Regions from separate parts of the Anser cygnoides genome. Here region 2 is linked to region 1. A link is a contact called in public Hi-C data. All regions are on one chromosome and are shown on one strand. Each heading gives the region's core, a stretch centred on a gene start, on an enhancer-like site or on the middle of the called end of the contact. The rest is flanking DNA. Distances are from core to core; before and after follow the strand shown.

What was found. A called contact is a pair of places that touch in the nucleus more often than the background predicts.
Region 2: a Hi-C map of liver shows a contact between it and region 1, with 2.4 times the contacts expected there. The contact joins the enhancer-like site here to the promoter of SESN2 in region 1. A contact is called at or near these places in 2 of 7 Hi-C or Micro-C datasets (both in liver).

The regions. Positions count from the first base shown.
Region 1 is chr24:3,384,986-3,391,638 of Taihu_goose_T2T_genome, forward strand. SESN2 (sestrin 2) reads right to left here and starts at 2,545. Exons shown (of 10, transcript XM_066982442.1): 1 at 2,332-2,545. The coding sequence starts at 2,409.
Region 2 is chr24:3,509,752-3,516,553 of Taihu_goose_T2T_genome, forward strand. WASF2 (WASP family member 2) reads left to right here. Exons shown (of 10, transcript XM_048073182.2): 2 at 1,428-1,538. Among named protein-coding and RNA genes, the nearest start is that of WASF2, 3.7 kb to the left of the region's middle. Within about 2 kb of position 4,955, at least 1 of the 3 cell types and tissues checked has open chromatin away from gene starts, as enhancers often do. A contact at or near this core is called in liver, where this site is marked.

The sequences.
Region 1 (6,653 bases), core at 1,295-3,794:
CCACGCGGCCCCGTGCGAGCGGATTCACCTGCAGGACACGGGACATGGCACGGCACGACGAGGGTGCTGGGACAGGCGGGGATGCTGGCGGCAGGGCAGCACGTCCCACCCTCAGTGGGTGGCCAGGAGCTTCCCCGGGCTCTTCTTGGAGGTGCCCAGCAAAGGGAAGAGCCCCGTGGCCGCCTCCTGGCTCCCCCAGCGGAGAGGCTCGGGCACGAGCGCCGCTCCCGCCGGCTGCCCCCACAGCACTAGGGAGGCGGTGGGCGGCCGCGGGGCACCCCGAGCCGAGCGGGGACGGGGCGTGGGGTGGCACGAGGTGGGCAGGCAGCAGCTGTCAGCGCAGCCACGCGCTCCCCACGTGATGGGCAGCGAGGCTCCGGGGGCTCCGACGGCTGCACCTGGCCGGGGCTGCGACCAGCACGGCCCCACGGGCACCCCAGCGGCACCCGCGTCCCCGCGGTGCTGAGCGCACGGGATGGCCCTGCCCTGAGTCACCGCGGGGTGACGGCGGGACCAGGCTCGTGCCATCGCTGCCGCGGGTGCTGAGGTGGCCGCTCTGACTCACGGCTGTCAGACCTTCGGGGAAAGAGCTGCTTCGGTGCTCCGAGAGGCTGCCCGGGACGGGGGAGCAAAGGAAAAACCCCACAAACAAAGCCGCGGGACCCCAAAGGCTTCAAACGCTGAAAGCAGCAGGGAGCCGGAGAGCGCAAACCGTCCCGCTGTGTTTTGGTGACAGCCCAGGGTGACCTTTGAAGGTGCATTTTAATCATTGCTGCGCGGAGGCTTGTAATGTTTTGCTGCATTAAGCAATCCTTTAGGGGCACTGTGCTTAACCCTTGCCACGCCGCCGCGAAACAGCAGCTCACCGCCCGCTTCTGCCGCTGGGGAAACTGAGGCACGGCTCCGATGCTCGACCCCGTGGCAGTCCCACAGCCCGCTGCCGGGCGGTGGTGGGCACGGGGTGGCCGCAGGGTCTCTGGCCCCGAGCAAGCGGCCAGGGAAGGAGTTAATGCCCCGGGAGCGGGAGGACATGGTGCCAAGCAGAGCCCTGGCGCTTGTGCCAGTGCTTAGTCAGGTGTTGGAAAATCGTTCCCGATAAGGAGAGGTTAAACAAACACCAGCGCAGACGCCCCACAGAGCGGGTTCGCTCCTCCAAAAACCGTCGCTTGGCCCCGAGGCCATCCCAGGCTGTACCGGGGGGCGAGAACAGCGCCGGGTCCCGGCCCCGTTGACGCACGGAGCCGACACACGAGTGCAACCCCCGGGCACCAAGGGCAACGGCTGCCCCGCCGGCACCGGCCCCTGCCGCAACCCCAGAACAAACCCTACTAATAAGGGTAACTCCAAACTTGTTGGCAGATGCAGCGGGGGGGGTGCTGCAGAGCCCCACAGACATCCCAGGGCTCCCGTTTTGGCCTCCCAGTGCAAAAGCCCCGGAGCTGTGCGAGACCTTCCCCAGGCCTCCGGGTGGACGGGGAGCTCAGAGAGGTCCCCAGCCACGCAGGACCCGGTGCGTTGGTGCCCTGCCCTACAGACTGCTCGCGGCTGTCCCCATCTACACGGTGGCCCAGACCCCTGGGGCAGGGACCGAGCACTTTGTGCTGGTGCAACCCACCAGGGAGCACGGGGCAGGCTGGGTCCCAAACTCTTTCCCAGCCCTGCTCCAAGACCCGCTCCTGCCCCAAACTCCAGCAGGAGCAGCCCCACGAGCTGCCTGGCTGAGCGCAGGCACCGGGGTTATTTATTGCCCCCCCCCTCCTGACAGGCTGCCGGGCAGGCACAGCGACCAAAGGGGGCCAAGAACTCCCAATTCAGCTCCGAAACGCTACGAGACCGACCTGCAGAGCCACCAGGGAATGGCAGCACGGGCAGAACAACGGGACAGACCCACAACACCCACAGCTGCCCACCCAGGAGGCGCAGGCACGTCCCCCCCCACACACACACACACCCTGCCTCAGTTTCCCTTTGGTTCCCCCCCAGGCCTGGGGGCAGGACGCCCACCCCCCTGCGCACCCGCTCCTGGAGGGTGCTGGAGACCCCGAAACCGCCCCGCGCAGCCACCCCAACACCCCCTACCAGGGCAGAGCCACCCCACTCACAGGTGCTCCCCACACCCCCCTCTCCTCCCCCCTGGCCAAGCAACCCCACAAACACCCCCGAGAGCCGCGCAAGCACCCGGGGGGCCCCAGACCCCCACCCCTGCAGGACCCCGCAGCGCAGCCACCCGCACGAACAGGGCGGGCAGCGGGGCAGCAGCACGGCCCCACAGCCCAGCGGCGTTCTCGCCCTGCCGGCCCCATCCCCGAGGGCAGCGAGCCCGGCTCTTACCTCCTCGCCCCGCAGCGCCCCGCACCCCAAACGCTCCTCCAGCCCCGAGGGGCAGCGCTGCGAGCCGGCCACCAGCATGGCACCGGGATGGGGGCACAGGGCACGGGGCTAGGCGGCTGCCATGGCTGCGGGATCGGGCCCCGGGTGGAGGTGGGCGCAGGATCGGGCCCCGGGGGGCTGCGGGATCAGGATCGGGCCCCGGGGGCTGCGGGAGCCGGGCGCGCCCCGGGCGCTCCGTTCATAAAGCCGGGAGCGTGGGAAGCGGCCCCGCCCCGCCCCTCGCCTCCGCCAATGGGATCGCGGGGGTGTGGCCGCCGCCCGCCCGCCCAGCCAATTAGGGAGGGGAGGCGCGCGGGGGATGCTGGGGGGTGTAGTTTTTGTTAACGGGGGGGGTGAGCGGAGAGGGGCTCGGGAAAGGGGTTCGGGGCTCAAAGGGGGTGGCGCTGGGAGCCGGCGTGTGCTGGGGCCAGGGAGGAAATGTAAAATAAAGTAAAATAAAATAAATAAACAGAATAAAATAAAGAAAAGAAAATATAAAATAAAACAAAGTAGAGTAAAATAAAATAAAACAGAGTAAAATAAAATAAAATAAAATAAAATAAAATGTTTATGGGCAGTGGTGTTTGTCCGAAGCTGCTGCCCCCCTCCCACCGTGGCTCGGTGCCACCACCAGCAGTCCCTGGGTTCCCCCCTCCCGTCCCCCTGCCCCTGCACAGGGCAGGTGGATTTAACGGGGTGCAGAGACGCAACAGGAGCTGCGGGAGCAGCTTTTTCCTCCCTTTCCCTGCGAGGCATGGCCTCCTGTCCCAGCAGAGCGCCGGCTCCCATCCACCCCAGCACCAAACCCTTGCAAGAAAAGAAGGGAAAAGAAGCCCAAAAAAAAAAAAAAAAAGGCCAAACACAACCCGAGCACCAGCAGCCCCAGACAGCGGCGCTGATAACAATCTGGTGCTGCTTGACAGCCCGCACATGGCAAAGTCCAGCAAACAGCAGTCCCTGCACAAACAACTCGGGGTTTGCCTGGCAACAGCCTCCTCCGGCTCAGTTCTGCGCCGCTGCCAGTGAAGCCGCCGTGTCCGCAGCCTCGCCGGCACGGTGCCGCTGGCGCAGCCACAGCCCGCTCACCACGGCACGCTCGCTGCCGTGCCAGCCCCAAGAAGGACGAGGTTTGAAGCTCTCGGCTGCTCCCTTCCCCGGGCACGGGGCCCCGCAGACACCCCCGGCTGTTTTTTAGGGGTGTTTTGCAAGCGCGGCTCTGCAGCAGGGCTGCGGGGTCTGGGCGGTGTTCGGGGTGAGGACGTCGTCTCCTTCTTGCCCACCCTCCTGGGCAAAGCTTCTGGCTCTGGGTTCGCACTGGTGTGATTTGGGATTTGGGAGAGGGTTTGGGTTTTTAATTGTGCCTGATCTGAGCCCTGAGCCAACACCCAGGCTGTGCCTGCTCTGGGTGGAACCCGGCCCCACAATCCCCTCCCAGGGCCCGGTGTTGCCATTTCAGCCCCCCTCACCCAGCTCTAAATGGCTACAGAGGGGAGCCTGCCCCACCAGCCGGGGGGGAACCGCAGCACTTTTTGGGGCACAGGGTGCTGGGGATGCTGCAGGGCCACGGAGGGGCAACCCCCGGCTCCCCAAATCCTCATCATCCACCCAGGGGAGCCACCGGTTCCCGATTTACCCCCGCTGCTCACAGGGAGGTCCACCTGGGGTTCGTCCACCCCAGCGGCAGGGCTGGAGGTCAGGGGCCGAATTCTGCCCCGGCTCAGCTCTCTGCTGGGAGCGGCAGCAACAGCTTGCCGAGCAGCTGGGCATCGGGACGTGGCAGTAATTAGCACGGAGCCGAGCACTCAGGGGCTCAGAGGGGCCGGATGTAACCTGGGGTGCTCCCGCTCCCCACCCTGGTAATGAGCACCTGGTGCCGTGGGTGTTTGGGGGAAAGCAGGGCACTAATAGCCCAAAGCCCCTCTTCTCCCCCAAAACTGCCCCGTGAGTGTCAGCTGGGAGCCTGGCCTGGGTCACCCCCATGGCAGAGCCCCCACCCCGTTACCAGCCCCAAATCCGCAGGATGGCAGCTGGGGAGGGGGTGCGTGTGCGGCCCCGAGGTGGGAGCGCAGGAGCCAAGAGCGCAGCCCCGGTGGCCACGGGCGTCTTCGAGGCAGGGCGGTGTCATTTCGGGTGGACACACGCACAGCACAGCCCCCGCAGGTTTGCCCCATTTCGGGGGCCGAGGGGGGCAGAAGGAAACGATCCCCGGGTGAGCCCCAGCACCCAGTCCAGCTCCACCACCCGCTCCTGCGGCTGGAGAGGACAGCGCCAAGACGCTGCCGGGTGCCCAGCGGGGGCCACCTGAGGCCACGAGCTCTGGTTTGCTCCGAGCACATCAGCCCAGAGCTGAAATCCACCCCTTGCCCTGCAGCACGGCGGGGGGCTGCATCTGGAACCCCTCTGTGCCCCCCAGCAAGCTCGGGACATGAGGGACCAGAGGCTGAGTTGCGCCCGGGCACCCCAGGGCTGCAACCCCGGGGCTAGCGATGCTGCCAGGCGTTTAATATAAAAACACCCCCCCAGAAGGCACCGAGGGCTGTGCCAGGAGGATGTTCACCCTGGGCTTGGCCAGCGCCGTGCCCTGCGTGCAGGGGAGGGCAGGAGGGGCTGCGTGCGGCCGGCTGTGCACTCGCTCGGCAATAAGGAGCGGCACGCGATTCCCCCATCTGCTCCGCAGCCCCAGGTCAGCCGACCCCGGCCGATTAGAGGCGCGTTACCTGCAGCCTCAGCACTTTTCCTGGCCTGTTTGCAGTGCTCCTTCCCACGTAGCAGCCGGCTCGGGCTGTCAGCAGCTTTTCCCCCGCCTCGAGAGCAGCCTGGCAGAAGGAGGTGACCTGCCGCCACCTCTGAGCCGCGAGGGGCCGGTACCCGCAGTGCCCGGTACCCGCTGTGCCTGGTGCTGGTGTGAGCTGGCTCCAAAGATTTCTCCAGCCCCTTCCCATTGCAAATCCCTTCTATCCACACCCCTGTGTGCTTATCCTGTAGGAAAAATGAAAAAAAAAATATACAAAACATCCAAAAATACCCCCGGAGCCCGTGCATTTGGTTAAGCATCCCACTCTCCTTAGCCAGGATGAAATTTCCCAGGTTAGAAAAGTCAGGAAACCCTCGGCAGCGTCTCTCTGCTTGCTGCCTTTTGCACCCCAGCACGCTGCAGGAGCTCGGGGCTGTGCCAAAACCCCACCACCATGCTCAGGCTGACTTCACCCAGGTTATCCCAGCTCCAGCAGGTCGCCCAGGAGGGGAGCCCGGCCCCAGGGCTGCTTCTGGAGCCGAGCATCCCCGGGAGGAAGCAGTGGAGCCAGAAGTGAACCCAGGTGATCCTGGGCAGGCTGCAGCACCTCGAGTCCTTTCATCCTGCGAGCCTCATCCAAGAGCACTTGAGGTGTTATGTTTTGCCCCAGTTTGAGCATATTAATGCTAGGAAATAAAATGCAACAAGGGTTTTTCCTGTGCTAATTCGCACACGTGTACCTGGCTGCACAGAGGCTCGTTACGATATTCGTTGGAAAAAGGGTGGCAAAGGAGAGGCAGCATTTCCTCGAGGGGAAACCCAGAGCAGAACCCAAACACCCTGTTTCCAGAAGCCCTGATCATGGGAAACATGCAACGGCTCACTAATTATTCAGGGAGCGAGGGCGCCCTAGTTAACGAGATGCTGACTGTACAAGTCTGTTGATTTAGCTCCACGGCGCGCGGTAAGAAAGCTAAACAGGAAGGCAGCCGGATTGCTCAAGATAAGTCACCTTAGAGCAAACAGCGAGCTTGCCTGGGGTGAGCCGCTGCCCCGGGTCCCCCCGGGACCCCGTTGGCCTGGTGTCCAGCCGGGCCACACCCCAAGGACGAAGGCAGGCACCGCGGGACCGTGCAGGGGGCTGCTGGGGCACCTGGTGAACCCGTTTCCGTTCCCTCTGCGCTTCGCTCCTGTCCAGAGACTGGTACCCCGAGCATCTGGCCTTGATGGGATGCAGTAAGGGTGCCCGGCCTCTTTATGGGGTGCAGGGAATTTCCCTGCCAGAGGAAACAGAGCCTGGCAGCGATTGGGTTGCTTGGAGCACGGAGGGAGCTAAGCCAGAGCGTGGTCCCCAGCTCTGCAGCACCACCCGCACCAACAGGAGCTGCAGGCGCTCGGGACCTGCATGGCACGCAGGTGGACGTAGCTCCAGCAGCACGAGCACAACAGGAACAGTGGCTTGCACTGGTTTGTACTGGCGAAGGGCTCCTCGTGGCTCTGGAGCCTTCTCCAGCAGCAGGGGGGAGGAGGAGAGCCCCGACGTGCCGCA
Region 2 (6,802 bases), core at 3,705-6,204, 130 kb after region 1:
CGGCCGCTTCTTGCCTCGGGAGAGCGGCGGAGGGGTTGGGGTGGGCTGCTAGGCCCTTGCCAAATAGTGAGCCACAGGGCTGAGGCGGGCGGTGGTTCCTGCCACAAAGTGAGCTAATAGGGCCTGTGGAGGGGCTCCGGTGCCCCTGGGCCGGGGGGGAGGCGGGGGGGGGCCGTGGCTCTGTCCCGGGCCAACACTCGCCCGGCCCCTCCCAGGAGCCAGGGCTCGGGGCAGGGCGTGGGCCCTGGGCTGGCCTGAGGGGCTGGGGTGAGCTGGTGTCCCCGTGCTGGGGGGGTTGGGGGATCAGGGGGTGGGTAGGGGGGAGAGGGGGGTCTGGGGGTGGTTAGGGGGTGAAGGGGGTCTGGAGGGGGCGTTAGTGGGGCTTGGGGTGTTAGGGGGCCTGGAAGTGGGTTAGAGGGGCTGGGGAAGGGGGTTAGGGGTTGTGGGAAGGGGGTATAGTGGGGCTGGGGGTGTTAGGGGGTCCGGAAAGTGGGGTAGAGGGGCTGGGGGGGGTTACGGGGTCTGGAGGGGGGATTAGTGGGGCTGGGGGTGTTAGGGGGGCTGGAGAGGGGGGGTTAGAGGGGCTGGGGGGGGTTAGGGGGTGTGGGAAGGAGATTAGGGAGTCAGGAGAGGGGGGTTAGGAGGACGGGGGGTAGTTAGGGGGTCTGGAGAGGAGATTAGTGGGGCTGGGGGTGTTAGGGGGTCTGAAGAAGGGGGTGAGAGGGGCTGGGAAGGGGGGGTCAGGGGGTGTGGAGGGGGTTTAGTGGGGCTGAGAGTGTTAGGGGGCCTAGAAGTGGGTTAGAGGGGCTGGGGAGGGGGTAAGGGGGTGTGGGAAGGGGGTTATGGGCTCAGGAGAGGGGGGTTGGTAGGAATGGAGGGGGTTAGGGGGTCTGGGGGAGGGGGTTGGGGGTTTAGGGGGTCTGGGGAGGGGTTAGTGGGGCTGGGGGGCTAGGGGGTCTGGGGGAGGGGGTTAGGGTTCTTGGGGAGCCTAGAGGGTTAGTGGGGCTGGGGTGTGTGGGGGTCTGGGGAGCGTCCCTCGCTTTGTGGCCTGGTGCAGGGTTTGACAGCAGCCTGCCCTAAAGGTGCTCGCGAAGAAGCGTGCTCGGCTCCTACCTACACAGCGAGCGCGCCTGGGCGCGCGGCCGGCTGCGAGCCCTGGGCAGCGGGGAGCCCTTCCTCCCTCCAGGAGGGGGACCTGCGGCTGGGTGCGTCCCTCGCCCCGCGTGGTCGCGCTGTGCGGGTGTGTGCGAGCCACGAGATGTAAAACTCCCGGGGTAAGGCAGCGCCTGTTGGGAAATGCCTTCGCCGACGTTAAATCCCTCGGTGCTCGCGGGGAAGCAGCGTCGAAGGGCGTAACGGGACGTGGCTGGGGAGTTCGGGCAGATGCGCCGACCTGCCCCTGACCTCAGACCTTCTCCTCCTTCCAGGGGAGAAATAAGTTGCTGGAGAATGTCCACGGGGTTGTGCCTCGCTAGCAGTTAGGCTTGTGTTGGGGTTACTCCTTTGGGATACGAACAGCAGGTGTCCTGCGGAGGAAGGTAAGAGATGGCAGCTCCTCCCTCTCGGCTATTATTTGACCTCAAAGACCGTCCTCGGGTAGGATTTTCTTTTTTCCTCGCCAGAAGTTTCGCGTTTGGCGTTGTGTTCTGCTTTCAGCAGGAGCAGAACTGCCTGCGTTCACGCAGGTCACAGCGCTGGTGGGACCGTACGATGGGCCGTCAGCGCCGCAAGTGGCGGCGGACACGAGACGATACCAATAACGACAAAAAACTGGCATTAAATACACCTGCTCCAGACGAGGCCCTAATTTATTAATCCTTCTGTAACCCTCGCTCTCGCGTGTCCTTCCCTAGGCCTTGTGAGGACGGGAAGGTGGGAAGCAAACGATGGGAGGCAGCGGCGGCGGCGGGCGCGTGAGTTTCCCTGTGGCGGAGCTGATGCAGAGCGTTCCTTTGCGGGAAGTGCTCGGTCACATGAGGAAGGGGAATTGTTGCGTTTTCCGCCCGTTTCAGGCGTCTGCAGAACTGTCCGAGCGCGGCAGGAATGCCAAATGCCACGTTGCGACACTTTTCGCTCGGGTTCGCCTCTTATTGACCTCGAGCGGGATTTTTGTCGGAGGAACCGATACGGAGTTTGTCCCAAAGCTTGGTTAAAAACAAACCAGAGCTCACATCCACCCGCTGGAAACGCGGAGTGGAGATAGGGTGACTTTGAAAATCTGCTTGCGATCACAGCCAAGGACAAGCTTTATCCAGGAAGCGGGGTGGAGCAGGGCAGGCGCTTCAGCTTTAAGCTTTTTTATTTTTTTTTTTATTTTTTGAGTGCTGTTCTCGAAAGCAGAGTTTGAATGAGAGAGCTTGAGCTAAGCTTCAGAGGCCCAGCTAATTCTAATCTTCGGTTGAGCTGCGGTTGGCGACGCCGTCCCAGGGCTGGCTGGTGGCAGCAGGGCTCAAACCCAGGACGTTTGCCTAAAAACAAGCAGTTTGTGCGTGGGGAAGAGCCTCGCTCTGCTCGGGCCGGGGAGCAGGTTTCCTCGCTGCCCTTACTGAGTAGGGGTTGTACGAGGTTAGCCTCCAGCGCCGATCCGAATGTAAACTTCTCCCCACACCGCATATTTGCGCTGCTTCAAAAAATAAACAGTTTTTTTTTTATACCTCGTAACAAGTTCAAAAAGTAAATGCCCCAAATTCCATTTTTTTTTTTTTTTTAAAAAAACACCAAACTTCTGCCGGCTCCTGCCTGTCAGGCTCTTCCTCTTCGCAGCTGTGGAGGCGAAGCCTTTCCAAGCTCTCTGCTGCTCCTCGGGGGTTTTCGGAGCTGCCGTGGGGTGACGTTAGCAGGACCCCTGCTTAATTTGTCCGTTCCCAGCCCCGCGGAATTGGGAGGCGCGGCAGCAAAGCGCCTGATCTCGCCCATATTTCCAGCTTCGGGTTCTGCCTGGTCCGCATTCCTGACAAATCCTTCCAGCTCTGGTTTTACAAAACTATGCCGGGGGTGGGCTCGGCAGGAGGACGAGTGAGGAGGAATTACGGGAGGGGGGGAAAAAAAAAAGCAGTGTGTTCCTGGCCACCTTATTCTGTGCAAACCCGCCCCGAAACGTGGTTTTGTGAAGCGGAAAAGGGGCTGGGGGGCTTGGGGCCGCAGCCCTCCTGTCTTCAGGGAGATCTCCGCGGGGTTCGAAGCGAGGGGCCGAGCTCTTCGAGCAGGGCACCGGCCCGGTTTCCTGGTGAATGCCGCGCCGAACGCAACGGGGCATTTTTAGGTTGCAATTCAGGAGGCATTTGTGAGCGGTGATTCATAACAAATAATACAAGCTCCGCGATAACTGCCAACCCAGTTTCTCGGCATGCCTTGAACGTATCTCATTCTTCGGGGCTGGCCTAGGAAAAGTTGATTTCATTCACAAAGCTTAGATAATCGTGTGGCGTGGGCGGAGGGGTTAAAACTTCAGTGATTGCCTCATGCGCGCGGAGTTACGCTGGTAAATCAATCTCTTTTTTTTTTTTTTTTAATGGTGATGGGAGAACAAAGAGGGTTGAGATTAACCTTCCCACAAACCCGGGTTAGTTTTCTTTGTCAGACTGCAACAAGGAAGATGTCAACAAGTGCGAAGCTCCACTTTAATCCTCGCAGGTGGTTGGTTTGGGTAGGCTTTCCGGACTCGGACGCTGAATGATTTTGCAAGCGAGGCTTCTCCCTTGGCGGAGCCGGGTTTGGGGATGATACGTAGCGCTCGGTTATGCAGCCGAGCAGAAAACACTGCTGCCCGCACTGCGCAGCTCGGGCAAACCGGGAAGACGAGGGAGCAGCGACGGTTGGGGGGTGCTGGCGCGTTCCTGTGCCCTCGTCCGGGAGGGGCCGGGGGCACCTGGCAGAAACACCCAGCCCAAAACCACTCCCAGGGGTTACAGCAGCCGGGACGGGACTCGGCGCGGCCGCCCGGGGCTCAGCCTGCTCCTCGCCGTCGCTTCTGAAGCTCAGGGTGCACAGGAGGCAAAGCAGAAGTGACGCTTTCCCCGTGCTGAAAGAAACTTAGGAAAGCAAAACTCTGCTCTTTTCCCAGCAGAGCAGCTGCCTGTCCGACAGCGTTGCTGTTCTCGCTGCTAACGGGGGCTGCAGTAAGAAGTTGTGTATTTATACTGAGCCTTTATTCTCGCTGCACAAGGCTAAATATTTGCGAGATCAGGCCCTCGCTTACCACAGATTAACATTTATTTAAATATTTTCGGTATTTATAAACACCGGCTTTAAAAAAAGGCGTGTGGAAGTGGCTTCTGGGTAATAAGCGAACGCCTGCTCAGAGCAGAACCACCCCGGTGACATTTACTTCCTTTGCATTTTTGCAACTCCGTGCAGTAAAAAGGCCGCGTGTTTTCCTTTCTGAGGAGGGGAGGCTCGCTGCCGGGGCGGCTGATCAGGCCCCGCTGCAGGTAGGAGCTGCCGCAGGAGGTCGGCAGCTTCGGGGCTGATCCCGAGTTGTGGTTTTCTGGTAGGTAGAGGTTTTTTTTTGTTTTTCCTTCCCGGGAGGCAGCAGGGGGAGGTCCCTTCCCAGCAGAGCCGAACCGTGAACTTCCACGTCGTGCTGTTGAGCAAGCAGCACAAAGCGGTCGGCGCAGCCTCGGTCCAAAGCTCGCCTTCAACTGAGAAACGCTTCCTCGAGATCCTGCCTTAATTCCGGAGCTTGCAGGAAGGCTTCCTGGCGCTGGGTTCCCGCAGGAGCAGTGGAGCACGGACGGATCTCGTGCGTGCCTCTGCTGGGGGCTTTGCTGGAGAGATGGTAAAGGACCAGGAGTCTCGGTTGGTGTCCCCCCAACCAGGGTCAGCAGCAACCTGCTCTGTTCTTGTGGCGCCTTCCCTGTCATCTCCTCTCGTGGAGCGGGACCCCGGCCCCGAGTTTGGGAGAAGTGGGGTGTAAGGGGTGCTGTGATGGTGGGAGAGGAAGATGGGGGACTCCTGTGCATCGGCAGCGTTTCACATTTGCTCTTGAAGGCCCGAATCTCGGCACGGGAGGTTGTGGCTGTGCCGCTGCGCCAGAGCTGCTGCTCTGAGATCGCCGCTGACCTCTCCTCTGGAAGGTTTCAGTTCTCCTGCGCAGTAACAGGACTGGTGTGCTATGGAGAGGGGGGCGGAGAGTGCACCAAGAGCCCTCCACTGCAAAGAGTTCCTCACTACTGCTGTAAATCAAACCTAAACCAGGAGTTCGGCACGTGGCTTTCTGCTGGGAAGCCCTCAGTAGGAACTGAGATCTCCTCTTGTGCCGTGTGGTGCCGTCACATAACCTCCTCGCTTATTTATTCAGTACGGACGGTGATGCATCGGTTTGACCGACTGCTTTCTGAAGCCGAGGCCCTCTTCTTCCCGCACGTGGATCTGAGATTAAAATCTAATTGTAAAGCGAAGGGGGCAAGAGGAGGAAGTGTCTCCTCACCCGGTGCATGCTGAATGTGGGCCTTGCTGCCCCGGGGTTGCACAGATGCCAGCTGTTCGGGTGCGTTCAGAAACCGATGAGAGCAGTTCATGGAAATGAAATCCGCAGAGGACAGTTCAGTGATGGCGTTTCTTTCGGCGTGGTCCGAAGGCCCAGAAGATTGCTGTGACGTGGAAGAGGACAGCAGGGAGAATCATTGCTCCGTGCTTGCCGTGTTTTTGGGCTCTCTTCTTTCAGCGCCTGATATCTGGCACCCACGGGCAGGGGATGCTGCGTGTCTGCAGGCCGGATGGCCGAGCCTGGCCGGCCTCGGTGTTCTTCAGGTTTCATCTCCTGTTCAGGCGCTGACGTTTCCCGTGATGTTACGGAGCCGTGTGCTTCTGCCAGGCCTCCATTTCTCCTCGCTCGTAAAACTGGGCTAATGACTCTGACCTTTTGTTTGTAAAGCAAAAGGAAAAGGATCAACAAAATACTGGAGCTTATTTACTATCATTACCGAAATGATGAGCCATGCCACTTCGCGGTACTTCAGAGAGGCTTCGCTTATAAGATGCTGGAAATCCCTAGAGAGAGACAGAGAGAGAGAGAGAGGAAAACACGTTTCAGTTAGAAAAGGAGGAGGGGGGAATGTTCCTCCCGGTCCAATCTTGTAAGTATATCCTCCTGCAGCGCATGAGGTAATACCTCCAGCCATCGCCCTTCCCAGCTGGGCGTTTGGAATAGCTGCTGATGGTCTCTGATTTTTTATTTATTTTTTTTATTCTGTACCAGCCAAAGGGGCTGGTGTCACTTAACACGGAGCGAGCCCTGCCTAAACTGTTCACATGCTGAGGAGTTTTGCCGAGCACTTTGTTGACCCGTTTGTATTACCGCTAATAAGATCGAATGTGGTTTTAATTTCTCATTTCCTCTTTTTCACCGGACGCCCTTTTCCTACTTGTGAGAGTCTCACTTCGAGTCTCCGTATCGCAAAAGTCCTTTCTGCCGCTCAAAGAATGAGCGACGCTTTGCTTTCAGGCGGCTCCGCGCTGGAGGGCTTGAAGTGGCATTGAGAGCGGGCTATCAGCCACAATATCTGATGTATCGGCGGAGCCGCGGTTCATGCATGGAGTGCAAAAAATGGGATTTAATTGCGAGGGAGGGGGAACGGCAGCCCCGGGCTGAATGGCTGGGTGAAAGTTCCCCGACCACCCCTTAGCCCGGCGAATAGTTGGTTGAGTGCTTGCCAGAGCGGAAGCGAGTTCCCTTTCAGGCACCCAGCTTTTGTGCACCGTAAGAAAAAGCTCACACTTCGGGTTCGGGCCTTGCAGCTGCAAAAAAAAAAAAAAAAGCGCACACACCCAGATCCTGTTCTTTCAATACCGGCAGCTGCCG